2 separate regions of the Mus musculus genome follow, and region 2 is linked to region 1. Evidence: chromatin contacts called from public Hi-C data. All regions are on one chromosome and are shown on one strand. The core of a region is the stretch at or near the end of the contact, and the rest is flanking DNA. Distances in the headings are between cores, read along the strand shown.

What was found. A called contact is a pair of places that touch in the nucleus more often than the background predicts.
Region 2: a Hi-C map of uterus shows a contact between it and region 1, with 3 times the contacts expected there. The contact joins the promoter of Csgalnact2 here to the promoter of Rasgef1a in region 1. A contact is called at or near these places in 14 of 484 Hi-C or Micro-C datasets (CD4 T cells, the HL-1 cell line, embryonic stem cells and 5 more), 7 of 115 datasets of contacts at active chromatin or transcription factors (bone marrow-derived dendritic cells, bone marrow-derived macrophages, effector CD8 T cells and 3 more) and 4 of 9 other capture datasets (adipose tissue, liver, macrophages and 1 more).

Annotation. Positions count from the first base shown.
Region 1 is chr6:118,061,330-118,069,012 of GRCm38.p6, forward strand. It overlaps Rasgef1a (RasGEF domain family, member 1A), which reads left to right and starts at 5,056. Exons shown (of 13, transcript NM_027526.1): 1 at 5,056-5,133. The coding sequence starts at 5,116.
Region 2 is chr6:118,135,985-118,143,667 of GRCm38.p6, forward strand. It overlaps Csgalnact2 (chondroitin sulfate N-acetylgalactosaminyltransferase 2), which reads right to left and starts at 3,156. Exons shown (of 8, transcript NM_030165.3): 1 at 3,039-3,156.

The DNA.
Region 1 (7,683 bases), core at 3,806-6,305:
TTCACTGTAGATGTCTTCACCTCCTTGGTTAGATTTATTCCTAGATAGTTTTTTGTTTGTTTGTTTTTGTTTTCACTTTGAAACTCTTGTTAATGGGGTTCCCCCTAATTTCTTTCTCAACAAGTTTGCTATTGGCAGGTGGAGAGGCTACCGGCTTTGGCGGGTTGCATTTGTGTGCTGTTGATTTGCTGTTTGCAGTTCCAGGAGTTTTCCACTGGAGTCTTCAGGGTCCCTTCCATGCAGGATCAAGCTGTCTATAAACAGGGATAATTTCAATTCTTCCTTTCCTACTGATATCTCTCTTCTTTTGTTTTGTTGCTTTCGATTTTTAACAATATATTGTATTATATTAAATAAGTGTGGAGAAAGCAGGCAGCCTTGACTCATTCCAGAGTTTAGAAGAAATGCTTTTAGTTTCTCCCTGTTTATTATGTCACCTGTAGCCTTTACTGTGTTTAGGTATGTTCTATTCCACATTTCTTCAGGCTTCCTTTTGTTATTATTATTATTATTATTATTATTATTATTATTATTATTATTGATGTTGAACTTCACTGAAGGCCTTTTCTACATTGAGGTGATGATGTGGCTTCTGTCCTTATATGTATTCAATGAAGAGCTCAGTCTTGCTCTTACTGATTCATGTATGTCAAACCAGCCTTGCTTCTCTGAATGAAGCCCATCATGATGGTCTTACCAATGTGTTCCTGGATTCAGTTTGCAAGAATTTAATGAATACCTTTTGTACCTATGTTCATCGTGACTGTTTTCTTTTCTCTCTTTCTCTCTCTCTCTCTCCCTCTCTCTCTCTCTCTCTCTCTCTCTCTAACTATTATGTACTTACCTGGTTTTGGTGTTAGGGGAAAGCTGGCTTCACACACTGAGTTTGATAAATTCCTTCCTTTTCTGTTTTATGAAACAGTTTGAGAAATACTCATGTTGACTCTGTCTGTGTGTCTCTCTGTCTCTGTCTCTGTCTCTCTGTGTGTCTCTCTGTCTCTGTCTCTGTCTCTCTGTGTGTCTCTGTGTCTCTGTCTCTGTCTCTGTCTCTCTGTGTGTCTCTCTGTCTCTGTCTCTCTGTGTGTCTCTCTGTCTCTGTCTCTGTCTCTGTCTCTTTCTCTCTGTGTGTCTCTGTGTCTCTGTCTCTGTCTCTGTCTCTTTCTCTCTGTGTGTCTCTGTGTCTCTGTCTCTGTCTCTCTTTCTCCCCGGGTTTGCTTGCCGGGTGCCTTTATTATTGCTTCACCGTGGTTGCTGAGCATGGATCTGTCCAAGTTGTTTTACCCCCTCTTGATTTAAGAAGTAGATCATGTGCATGTAGGAATACATCTATCTCTTTTAGTTTAAAAAAATAGATTTTCAAAATATTCCCTAATTATTCTCTGGGTTTCATTGGGATCTGTTGTAGTCTCCATTTTTTTTAATGTTCAACTTTATTAATCTGGTCTCCCTCCCTCTCTTTTTGAATATATATGGATGCATCTGTTCAAGTGGGGGACACCTATCTAGAGATTAGTAGGACGAAGTACTGAAACCTCCCACTAGTGTTGTGTCAGAGTGTATCTAATTTTTATGTCCACTAGTGGTTTATAAAACTGAGAGCCTGGTTTGGAATATATGTATTTACTATTGTTGTATTTTCTTGATGAGTTATTCCATTTATTATTAGGCAGTGACCTTTTACCTTTTTTTATTTCTTCTGATCAATTTTGATTTGAAGTCTACTTTATTGATTGTCAATAACTGCACAATGTTTGTTTTAAGCTTCTATTCACTTATGGTTTTACACCCTGTATCTCTTGGTTTGTGGTGTATGTGTCTTATGCTTTCTGTGCCTTATGATCAAAACCACCCTTCTTCCTTGGTGTATAGGTTTCCCTTAGCAACCTTCTGAGGTGATGACCAGATGGTTATGCAGAGCTCTGGTTTGTGCCTGTCTTGAAACATCCTCTGTGGGGGATGCTTGGGTTGTTTTTAGTTAGAAGCCATCGGAGACAGTGCTCATGTATCTCTAGGTATGAGTCTGTGAGCGTTTCTGCCAAGTCTGTATACTCCAGGTGGAGCTTTTAGATCTGTGTGTGCTCAGCTCCCAGAAGACAGTTGGAGCTTGCTCTCACATGACTGCCCTGGCCATGTGGCCACTAGCAACGGACAGTTTTGCCACTTTCTTGCCAGCACTTGGCATTTTCTGCTTTTTCATTTTTGCCAGTCTGGGTGTGTAGGGATTTTCACAGTGTGATTTTAGCGTCTCTCTGGCTGATGACTGATAAACTCCAATGACTTAAACATGCTGCTATACCATGAAGTACCTCTCCATAACTTTGTTCATTATACAAACGGGTCTTTGACTCTTTTGGCTTGTTAAGTTCTTATATATATTATAGGCTTGAGCCCTGTGTTGGCTGTCTATACCTGAATCCACATCTATATACCATATCTATATTTATCTCTCTATCCATGTCTATGTTTTGCCCATAAATTCTATCTTTATACATGAAAACCTATATCTTTATCCATATTTCATTGTCCTATCTTTCTCAATTTCTGTTCGTATCCATATATCAGGATCAGCATATCCACACTAGTATTCACATCTAACTCCATAGCCACATCTGTATCTGCAAACAGGCAAGTATATTCGTGTATATGTTCCATAGATGGATTCCACCATGCCCCTATGCACAGGCAAGTTACAGTTACTGACTGAACAGTGAGCAGATAAAGATCTTCCTCTCATGGTGCTCAGATTCTTTTTAAAGCAGACCAATAAGGAGGTGGAAAGATAAGGCTGGATTGAGTAACCCAAGGAGGGAACCTGTGGTGAGGGAGATAGGCCACGATGGAAGGTGACCTCTTAAAGATGTCATTGAGAAGATGACATATAGACAGACTCCTAAGGGGGTGTGACCCCACACCTGGGGAAGCACTCCATGCTAAGCCAGGTTAGAGGAGCTGAGGTCCTCACAGAGAGAGAGCAACAGAACCCCGAGGCCCCGGGACTCCGCTTTTCACTGTGATCTTTACTGAAGCACTGCAATTTAAGACCAAAGTGCCCAGACCTTACTTGGGCCCCAATGGAGTCCATCCACCCGCGGAAGCAGACAAAATGCTATAGCTTACAATTTTGTCCTGTGCTTATGAGGATGGCCCTGTCACTTTCATCACAGAGCCAGGCTTCTCTGCCTCTTTTTTCAATCACTCTCAGGGTAGTCTCTTATAGACAAGGACTGTTAAGGACAGCCCCCGCTGTCTGGAGTAAGGAGGGAAGCATGTCCTCCCATGTGTCTTGCCTTTCCAGTAACCCCAGCAGCTGTTTACAGACCGCATCACATCTCCACTTTCCAATGGTGTCTTGGGTCGGGCACCACAAGCCCTTGCTGCGAGATAGCTTTAAGCAGGACATCTGACAGGAGTCAGCCTTTAGCCTGCCAGCTTCCCTAGGTCCCTGGACGCTGGGAAAGATGTGGATTGATGCATATATGCATGCTGAGGTCAGACTTGTGACAGACAGCTTCATCCATGTCTGCCAGAGATGGGACTAGATAGGCTCCCTGGGGAAAGCTTGCTCTGGAGCAGGTGGCAACTGGCTTGTTAACTGTGCATGTGGGAGAAATGCCATCACCCTCTTAGGACCCAGGTGTCCTAGAGGGTCAAGGAACAGGGCTAAAGAAGGCAGGGACAGGTAACTTCCTAGAAGTAGAACTCCAGTTTTGTTTCTCTTGGTATTAGAAGAGCAGTCTGAAGGAATGACCTGAGCCTAGCAAGGGCCCAGCACCCGAGGGTCTAGGTGGGTCTTGACAAGATTCGCCAGCAGAGGTCACTGTGAGCTTTGCATCCCCTGGAACAAGATGCAGGGCTGGAAGAGGGGGGCCCTGTGTGAAAGCTGATGCACCCTCCTCCCCGCCATCTGTGGAGCTGTTCCAGGAGGGAATAAATACTATGGGCTCTGAGACCCCTGAGAAGAAAGGTGGGGTCCAGCGACAGTGCGAGCTGGTAGAGACGTCAGGGGAGGCAGAGCCCAGAGGGCCTGGGTCCTCCTAGGAGACAAGGGAATGAGCCCAACATTCAGAGTTCCACAAGACTGAACTAACTACCCAAGAGTCTGTCTGCTGATGGATCTTTGTGCTAAGAGAGCTGATGGAGAAAGAGGGGAAGGGAGATGGCAGGAGAGAAGTGTGCTCCCTCAGGCCGCTGGGCAGAGATCAGACAGGGTGGGGTAAAGTCCGGGTCATCAGTCTCCATTAGGGACCATGGCTTGCTTGTGTGCTCTCATAGGATTGTTTAATCCCCCCTGGGCATCCTCTGCCCCGTCTATGGTCTATGGTTCCAGCTGAGAGCAGCTTTGACTCCTAGAACCTGGCCCAGCTCTCTCTGCCCTCCCAGCCTCTATCTGCTTCCTTAGTTTCAGATCCCCAGAGAGGGCATTCTTCATTTCAGCCCACCGCTGCCATCTAAACTCTAAGAGCTGGAGCTGCGGTGGGAGGCACCTGACAGGATTCTTTCCTAGTGCAGGGAGTGGGGTGGGGGTGGGGGTGAGGTGAGATAGATCCTCAGAGACAGGCACCAGGCATATCCCTTACTCGGATTAGCCCTTCCACGACAGCAGCTGCTGTATCCCTGGCGTTCTGGGGATGATAGAAGGACTGAGGATTCAAGACACTTCAGACTACAGCTGTGTGGAGCGAGCGCCCGCCCGGCAGGGGAAGCATCTGAACTAAGCGCTGCTTGGGCACCTGCGGTAGCTCTGTAGCGTTCAGTCTCCAAGGAGGAGTCTGGGACCCTTCCTGGCCCTCCCCTCCCCTCCCCTCCCCTCTCCTTCCTGGACTTCACCAGCAAGACGACCCACCCCGCCCAGAGCCCAGAGCCTTGACCCTTACGCCATTCCCAAACCTAGCACCACAAACCCTGCGGGTGCTCACGCCTCACTGTGCCTCGCCCTGTCCCTTGCTAGTGCTCCTCCCAGGGTCTTGTTCACGAGGCTCGCCAGCCCCGCCCCGGGCGGGAGGTGGCTGGGTCACGGGAGGGAAGTCCCCGGGCTTGGGCGGCACTGGCTCAGCCCCGGAGGGTAGTCGGGCTTCTACACCGCCTGCGGGTCCGGTAGCGGGAGCTGTAGCCAGGATGTTTCTGGAGCCCCAGGTAGGGTTGTGGCAGTGCGGGACTGCGGGTTAGGAGCACTCCAGGGCAGTGTCTTGACCACAGCAGGACCGCAAGGTTAAGGTTTCTGTGCCCCAGAGCTTGGGAAGCGCGGCCAGGAGGGTGCTCGCCCCCAGGACAACCAGGGCAACTCTCTCTCCTGTCCCTGCCCGGACACCTGCCGCCACTTGGGCCTCGCCCAAGGTGCAGCTGCTGCCTTCCTAGCCTCTGCTGACACCAGCGGCTCCGCTGTAAAGCGCCACTTGAAAACCTGCAGGGGGTGGGGGTGGGGTGGGGTGTTTCGCAGCAGGGTCCGGGTGCGGCAGAAGAGAAAGCAAAGGGCTGTCCTGGACAGAGCAGACTTGTAAAAAGCAGTGGCGATCTTGGAATTTCCCCTATCCTTGGGCTCAGAACCACTGTTTACTCCATAAGTGCTTGGAGTGGGGGCGGTCTGTGATGGAGTGGTTGATCATGTGGGAGGTGTGCGCTTGTATGTGCGATGTGTGGGCGGGAGAGAGGACGTGTTTATATATGGGAGGCTTAAGTGAGAGCCGTTAAGAGGAGGCAGGTGTGGGGGCAAGGCTGTGCCTGTGCATTCTCAAATGTCATGTGTTTAAAGAGAAGAGTGCCTAGTGAGGGGAAGGCTGAGAATCTCCCTAAAATTAACCCTGGGCCTGAGCCACCACTGCACCTTTCTAGCTGTTTTGAGCCATAGTGGGCAGTGGGATTCAGGAGCAGTACACAGACCTGTCTAGACCAGACCCAGTGCAGACCATTGATTTGGAAGAGTGGAGATGAGGAGCCAACATTAATGGGCTGAAGATGTAGGACAGACAATGCACATTTATTAAGCACCTGCTATGCGCTGGCACTGTGGTTTGCAGAGAACTAAGCAGGCAACAGTTCTTATCCTCACAGAGCTCATCTGGGTGCCAGAAAATCATTGGTTCTTAACCTGTGGGTCAAGACCCCTTGGGGTTAAACGACCCTTTCAAGGGGTTGCCTCTCAGATAGCCTGCATGTCAGATATTTACATTATAATTCATAGCAGTAGCAAAATTATACTTATGAAGTATCAGCGAAATACATTTTATGGCTGGGGCTCAGCACAACACGAAGAACAGCATTAAAGGGTCGCAACATTAGGAAGGTTGAGCACCTCCACAGTGAGTAATATACAGACTAAGTTACATGGCAGAAAGGACTAAAGATGAACGTAGAGGAGTAGCCCACAGCAGGAGTGCATCAGGAAGGATGATTCTGGTATCATGCAGACGTAAAACGATGCTCAGCTCCGGTGACTGTTTCCTCTGCTAATACCCATCCTGCGTCACTCTGCTGTGCCACCTACTTTTTGCTGGGGAACAGGTTGACAGGGTCCTAGGACAGGAAGGGGCCCTACATTGGCACCTCAGTTCTAGCTCATTGACACACATCATTCTACTAACCACCAGGGGGCTACACAGCCTGCCCCGGTCTCCCCAGGGATGTGTGGCACACTTGGGCTTAGCGAGCTGACTACCAGTGTGGGGTGATGTTTGTGCCTTTGTCAGGGTAGCCAGAAGAGGCGTCAGAGATGTCCTGTGGGTGTAAGGACCCCACTGAAGAAGAGTGAGAAAGAACTAGGTGAGTGGGAACATTTAAGGAAGACAGGGCAGGCCTGGGTGGGGAAGCCATCTGTGTGGGAGGTTGGGCTTTTGGGAGCACTAGAGACCAGCATGACAGGCTATTGTCCTAGGGTCTTGGAAGGGATAACAATGCCTGGGGCTGTCAGGCCATCATTGGATGCTTCACGTGGGAGGGTCAAGGACAGTGCTGGCCATGACAGGGCCAGCCAGGGAGCACAGGCATGGAGCTTGGATTCTGGATGAGAGAGAGGTGATTTGATGTGTTTTGATGGCACAGCAAAGAGGCCTTACCGCTGATAGGACCGTGGGCATTGAGGGCTGGGCAGGGACGGAAGCATCATTAGCCCCAGAGGAGACCATAGAGTCTGTAGTCTGCAGGGATGGTGTGAAATGTAGCTGGAGGGTGAAAAGTCTAGAGTTTAAGGAAGCCTGATGAGCTTGCTCCATCCTGGTGGCCCTCAGCTGTGCTGCCTACTTGTCTGCTGGCCCAAGGCTTTGTTCAAGCCTCTTTATCTTTTCACCGGTGCTTCTAGGCCTCTGGCAGCGGTGGCCTTGGGGTGCCTAAGGCTGGAAGAAAGTGGGCACAGCACCCCTGTCTGTTTTCCCTGGGAGTTGCTGAGTCCCAGGACACAAAGCAATATTTCCTGTGGACTTGGTCCTCCTGGGCTTGCCTCACTGTCCTGTTTCTCTACGTCTGCCATTGGCCCTGTGGTGTCTGCAGCTCTCTGTTGTCACCCCAGCCCTGCACTCATTGCCAAACGAGCAGGTACTCACGGAGAACGGATACAGTTTTACCACTGCTTTCCTGTATCTAGTTGAAGCATCAACAGTTTCTCTTGAGTGTATCCATGAATTGACTTATGATCTTTCTGGGCTTATTTGTCCCCTCATTCCTGGAATAAATAGGTCTAGGTCAGGCTCTATT
Region 2 (7,683 bases), core at 1,906-4,405, 73 kb after region 1:
CTGACTGACACATTAAAGTTTATTAAAGACTTAAAAATTCAGGCTGGGCATGGTGGCACACACCTTTAACCTTAACACTCAAGGAAGGTAGAGGCAGGTAGATCTCTTGAGTTTAAGGCCAGTCTAGTCTCAACGGTTCCAATTTGTCTACAACTTGGAACTAAGAAATAAGTTTTACTGCTTTGAACTCCATATTTTTTCTAAATTTTTCATTTTGATACAGTATATTCTGTATTCTGTATACTCTACTGAATGTGGGTCAAATGATTTGAGTTAGAAATAAGGTTACAAATTCAAAATAGTCCTATGGGCATTTTTTGTTGTTTGATTTATTTTCTGGGACAGAATCTCCTAATGTATCCATGGTTGGCCTAGAATCACAATTGTCAATTCAGTCATCAATAGAGTGCTGGGATTGCACACACGAATGACCATAGCCTGCTCCCACGGACACTTTAGAACACTACACTGCTGTCATACAATGTCTAAAAAACTGATTTCTATTCATTTATGAATAAACAAAACATTAGCTTTGGAAGCTTATAAAATTATATAAATTTTCTCCATAGTGTAAAATGTTTATTAGGATGTATCTAAGGATGTATCTTCAACAATATTAAGAGTTTTGGTGTATCAATTCACTCATAAACTTCTACACTTCTGCTTTTAGAAATATTATTTCCTTGATACATATTAGGCATCTTCTGTGTGTTGCTAGGAGAGTGGAATCCAGGAGCTGCTAGCACAGGTACCTTTCCACATGCTCTCTAAAAGGTCATACTTTCAGATCATCTCTGCCCACAGAGGAGGAAACCAGAAATTGGAAAGGGAAAGGTTGACCTATGCTTGCCAGTATCCTGTCCTGTTCCCTGATGTCTATCTCTGTCTCTGTAGGTGTGTATGTGTTTATTGGCTGTTCCAGACCTGTGTCTTAGGTATTCTTTGTTACGTTCTGTGTTTCAATATTCCAAAACTAAGTGATTTTGTGTGTGTGTGTGTGTGTGTGTTCGTTCAGTGGGCAAAGCACCTTTCCAAACTTGAGAGTACTAATGTTTAAAACTCAACTTCTTGTATTTGTGCAAATGACATGCTGGCTTCCTACAGATATTTAGTGATTATTGTTCTGTTATTTAAATAACAATACTAATATAAAAAAATCCACATCTGGAACTAACCTTATAATTCAGCTTTACACTTACAGCTAGTACTTGTGGAGTGACAGTGACTATGTCTTGAGCTCTCGATTTTTCTAACCCATCTTTAGTGCTGTCCTTTGGTGCTTCATTTCTCCTACCAGCTACCACACTTCCCCTTAACAACCACTAACTTGAGCAACATGGTTACCTAACTGTTATCAAACTGAACAGTCATATCGTGGCCTGCTCTAACTGACTTGAGGGTAAAAGACAGTTAAATGAAATGAGTCTTTGAGAAGATGGTCACTTGTGCCAATACAAAGTGCAAATAGTAGCTTAATGACTATACATGTGTTTGAGACAGGGTCTCAGGGTATATATTCTTGGCTGGCCTGGAACTCACAGAGATACACTGTCCTCTGCCTCCTGCGTGCTGGGATGAAAGGTGTGCACCACCATGCCTTAACTCATATTTTTAAAACCAACCTTCACTTCTGTATTAGTTAAGATAATCTTTTAAAAAAGAAAGAGTCCACGTTAGTTAGGATGTAATTTTTTTCCTATTGTAGGTCTCAGCCATTTTACATCTGACAGAAATGTATTCACATACTAAGACATTCACAAGAATGTTATAACACCCCTAAAACCTAAAACAAATAATACACAAATCTGGAAGCACACATTCATGAACAGAAGAACAATCACATCACAGAATGGCACATTACACTATAAGAAAGAATTATCAACACCATACCATGATATGAATGATATCATATCAAAAAACACGAACAGTGACTTCCACAGCAATATTCTGAGAATACTATATATTAACTCCATTAACATGAAGCTTAAAATAGTCCAAACTAATGGCTGATGAAAGAAGTCAGAACTCTTAATGGGGAAGCAGGGGTAACCTATTTGGAAGAAGCAGAGCACTATGGGAATGTTGTACAATTAAAATCTGATGTGTGTAGCAGCAGACAAGGTAAGAAGCATGTAATGATTCACAGACAGTTCATTTTCATGCATTTGTTGACGTTTTTTTATATTTTATACCACTACAAAAGGAGTGTAGATGGATAAACAGTAATTTCTTAATTATCTGAAACTAAAGCTGGTTGTTTAATATCAACACTTCTAAGCCTCATATACTGAAAACACAACACCCTTTTTATATTCTTTTAGTCACATAATTTAAAAAAGATAGTAGCAAATATTCCCGAATATTATGCCATAAAACACCTTTTTATTACTTCGGAAATCAGAGGTGCTTTTTTAAATGCACCTTTAAGAGATGGCATTAATCCCCAAGGTATTAAAGGCCCAGGGGCCTTCAGTGGCATGAACTGTCAGGACACTGCATGTACATTTCAAAAACAAGCTAAAGCACACCTTCAGATTTAATGAGGACTTAAGAAGAAAAGCGTTAGATTTGTAACCAAACTGTCATGCCGCCAATGTCATCATCACAAACACAAGTACCGCTGTGGTATTTGACAAATTACCCAGCCAGTTGCTCAGAAATGCAGGAATTTTCTAAACTATCTGGTCCTTCTGACAGTTCTCCGTTTTTGGTTTTTATCCAGGTTCCGGCGATCATCAATTCCTACTCCAAGAGCATCTTTTAAAGGGGAGCGTTTTGTCAGAGGCAGGAGGGCTGCTGCCAGTGGGCGCGTTCAACCCCACAGTAAAAAGTTTAGCCACTCAGCAGAGATGATGACGAGGAGGTTAAAAAAAAAACCTGACACGCAAACCAGCGGTCCCTGGCAGCAGCGGTCTCCAAAACGGGACCAGCCTCGGGAGGGCGCGTCAAGGAAGCGCCGCGCCCAGCGGCGTCCCGGAGGGCTCGTCCGAGGGGACCGGCCGCTGCCCAGAGGCGCGGCAGGACACGGCGGTACTCACCGCGCCCGCCGCTCAGCGTCGCCGCCTCTGGGGACCTGCACACCTGGCCAGCGCCCTGCGCGGGGCCGGCCCGGCGCGCCGCCGCGGAGCACCGCCACTTCCGGCGCGCGCGAGGAAATGAGGGAAATGAGGCTGGGTTGCTGTGGCGCGCCCGCCTCCGCGGTCAGGCCCCGCCCTCCACAGCCAGACTCCGCCCTCCAGGGCCAGACCCAGCCCACCGCAGCCGGGCTCCGCCCTCCACACTGCCAAGTCCCGCCCTCCAGGGCCAGGCCTTTCTCTTTCCAGCTAGGACACGCCTATTCCTCCCTCTTCTGTCCTGTGCCCTGCACAGAAAGCTCCACAGATGACAGTTGATTCATCTAAAAACAAACAAACAAACAACAACTGAGATGGGTGCTCAAGCCCTGTGGGATAAATAGCCTGGGAACATCATGCCTTAGAGACACTTAACTAGACACGCATGTGGCTAATCGTCACATAAGTGCTAACCTGGCAGAGCTGACTAGCGGGGAGGCTGAGGATAGCCAACATGCCTTCTGCTCAGGGAAGATCGGTACTGAACACTGAAGAGGTCCTTACGTGTTTTTACTTAAAATAAATAATTCCATTTGCTGCATGTAAAGTACCGTGTGTGTGTGTGTGTGTGTGTGTGTGTGTGTGTGTGTGTGTGTGAAGTCTAGCCTTTTCAGAAAAGCACACACTGGCAAAGTTGGAAAGAGACTGGATATGCAGTCAGCAAGCCTATCTTAGAAGTAGGTGATCCAGACCGTTAAAGTTTTCAGGATTTCCCTTGTGGCATTAGAGGAGAACATCTGGGCAGAAGATATCTCAACAACTGTCAGCCAATAGAGCCAGCTGTGGTCAGGAACAAAGTGTCTCCCTTGGACAGCTGCTTCTTTAGGACGCACCTTGAAGTCCCCTCAGACATCCATCTTCTCTAGTACAATCACAAAAGACAGTCCACGTGGGTTAGCTGCCTGCTGTCTACCAGCCACAGTCCTAAGTATGAGTGCAGGGAGGCAGGAGAATTCTCTCCTAGGAGACTTGGAACATGGGGACCTTTAGCAAATGGTTAAGTGCCCAGCACTGCTAAATTTCCAAGATAAGGCAAAAATTCTCTAATGTATTAATAAAGTAGATATAAATGGCACCTCACTGAAATCTTAGCGAGCCACGATGCCAGACTCCAGCTTTGGCACTGTTAGTCCAAGCCCACATCTACTGTGTGCCTACGTTACACTTGACATTTCATTAACAGTTTCTGAGAAGTCCCCAGAAGCCAGGTGTGACATCTGCCTATAGTCCTAGCACTCATGAGGCTGAGACAGAAAAATGATATTTTTCAGGCCTTCCTGGATTACTTAGTAAGTTCCAGGGCAGCCTGGGATATACATTGAGCCCTTATCTCAAACAAAAAGAAAGTCCACAGATGTAGGGACCTTTCGAATGTGCCCTCTAGACTCATGTTCAGCCATAGAGATGCTTGGATTTTCCTTAGGGACACTTTAAATAGGATGGGGACTATGGCGGAAAGAATGAGAGAGACCTCCCCTGCAGTTTCTGGCATCTCAGTACCAAACATGGGCTCTAACTGAACTTGTGAATGTAAAGTCTCCAAAAAGACAAATAAATGTCCCCAGTAACCAAATTCAAGCACACCCCACTTTTTAGAACCCTGCAACCCATCTACTTCAGGCATTTCGTTTTTTTCTTTCTTTTCTAGCCTCACAGATGCTGGGCTAGATCACACTTCAGGCAGAGCCTACTTTTTATGTGGTGCATACACTGGGCAGTGGGCATGTCTCCCAGCTCTTCATCTGAACCTTTGAATTCTTCCCAAACCTACAGTTTGGCTCTTCAGTTCCCAGAGAGAAAATGAAAAGGCAGAAGATAGTCTAGGTTGTGCTTGTTGTCATTTGTCACCTTGACACAAACAGATCGTCAGCTGAAGACTTGCAGAAGATTGGCCTGATGAAGTGCTGATGCGGGACTGCCCAGGCTACTGTGAGTGGCACCACCCCTGGACAAGCGGTTTGGGTTGTATAAGACTGTACATTGAGAAAGCATGGAAATCAAGGGAGTAAGCCGCTTTCTCTGCAGCTCCAGTCTCAGTTCCTGTATCCACGTTCCTAGCTGAGTTACTTCTCTGACTTAGTGATGATGGCCTTTGATGTGGAAGTGAAAGTCAGGCAAACGCTGTCCTCTCTGAGTGGATTTTGGTCAGTGTTTTACCACAGCAACAGAAGGGAGCCACTGCAAGGGTGTTATGTAGCAATTTCCTTCAAGATAAAACCTTCCACCTTGGAGCCAGGCTCCAAGACACAGGTTTTGCAGGTGAAACATTCCATTCTGCAGTTAAGCTCAGGAAACAACTAGAAACCATCACAAAGTTCCTGATACTGACCAGACAAACCACCTACCTACCTCTCTTCTGAAGCAAATATAATCAGTAAGGATTGCTAAAAGACACTCTCAGGCCGTCTAAACTGCCTGGAAGAGATTGTTTGAGCTATCTAGACATGATCATCTCCAACGTGTGGATCTGCCTTCAAGTTGTCCAGGTCTTATAAGCTGTTACCCATGATGCAGTAGGCTTTTGGTGATGCAGCTATCTCAGAGTCCTTTTTGCTCCTATAAGTAACTCCAATAAAACTCATTGGTTTTCCATGTTGGACTTTGGCAGTATCTTTACTACTCTGATCTGTCGTCAGTTCCCTATCTGGAGCAAGTAGACATTTGTTCAGGTCTCCCCAAGAGGAATGCCACACACCGCCATGATAGGATTGGCTCTTTCCCTTAGGATAATTTCCTCCCAATCACAGTCTCTTCTACTTCTCAGACCTACGAATACACACACACAGACATGCATGTACACATGTGTATAGACATGCACACACAATTACATGCACGTTGTCTTAGTTAGGGCTTTTATTTATGTGGAAGGACTCCATGACCACGGCAACTCTTATGAGGAAGCATTTAATTGGGGCTGGCTTACAGTTCAGAGGTTTAGTCCATTGTCATCATGGCGGGAATCATGGTGACATGCAGGCAGACTGATGCAGGAGAGATAGCTGAGAGGTTTACAGCAGGATCAGCAAGTAGCAGAAAGAAAGTGAGACGCTTGGCCTGGCTTGAGCATCTGAGACCTCAAAGCCCACCCCCAATGACACTCTTCCCTCAACAAAGCCACATCTACTCTAAAAAGGCCATACCTCCACTCCCTACGGTCCATTTTCATTCAATCCATCACATTCCACTCCCTGGCAACTATAGGCTTGTAGCTATATCATGATGAAAAAATGCATTTAGTCCAACTTCAAAAGTCCCCAGAGTCTATAGCAGTCTTAAACTTGTTTAAAAGTCCCAAGTCTCTTCAGAGACTCATGGCAATCTCTTAACTATTATCCCTACAAAGTAATAATAGAAGAGTAGATCACATACTTCCAACATACAGTAGCACAGGATTTATATTACTATTCCAAAACAGAGGAAAGGGAACACAGTGAAGAAATACTGGACCAAAGCAGGATCAGAAACCATCAGGGCAAACTCCAAATTCTGCCTCTTCGTGTCTGATGTCAAAGCACTCTTCAGATCTCCTACTCCTTTCAGCTTTGTTGACTGCCATACATTTCTTTCTCTTGGGCTGCTTCCGCTCCCTGTTAGCAGCGATCCTTGGCAGCTATCCCACAAGTCTGGTATTTGGGAGCTCCAAAGTAATCCTGACTTCACCTGCATAGCTTCACACAATGGCTTCTCTGGGCTTCCATACAGGATGCCCCTGACATATTCCTGGCCTCAGTGGCTTTTCTTAGTTGGGGAGGGAGATTTCATAATCCCTTTCTTGTATCCTTGACTCTAAAGCCAGAACTGTATAGTTGAAGCTGCCTAGTTCTATTTCTTGCTGGGGCAGGATCATGGCCCCCTTATTCAAATACATTTTCACTAGGTTTCTGTTTTATATGGTTTCCTTCACTGCCTACGCCTGGCTGTCCTGGAATTTACTCTGTAGACCAGACTGGCCCTGAACTTAGAGATCTGCCTTCCATGTGCTAGAATTAAAGATGTGCACCACCATGCCTGGCCCTAAGCTTTTCTTTAATTCCTTTTTACCTGTCTTTAACTCCCTTTTATAGATTGGAATCTTAGCTGGGTGGGCTCTCGCTCTGAGGTCACCACTCCCTTTATTCCACTTGGTGTGAGGCTTTTCTTTAATCTGGTCACACTTCCTGGTGCTCATTTTCTCCTCCAACTGTACATTTTGTAGTTTTCCTTGCTCAGCTTGCTCCTTTTCGTCATAGATTTGCATAAGACTGGTCACTAATACCACAGGACACAGTCAAGGCTAGGCTGTTTTGAAATCTCCTCTACAAGTGCAGTTAATTCAAAATTCTTCAATTTAGCCTCAGGCAGAACAACAACAAGAACAACAAAAACCAGTTACATTTCCACCCAAATATCAAAAGAACAATCTCTAGGGCACATATTAATAGTCTTCTCCTCTAAAACCTCTTACGTTTGGTAGTCTATGGGCTGGGCAGGTCTACTCCTCTCAGTCTTGGGGCTTATAACCTGGAGGTGGCTGTTTGGGCCGGGGTGTGTCTCCCAGTTGCTGTCAGGAGTAGAAGCAAACACAGCACTG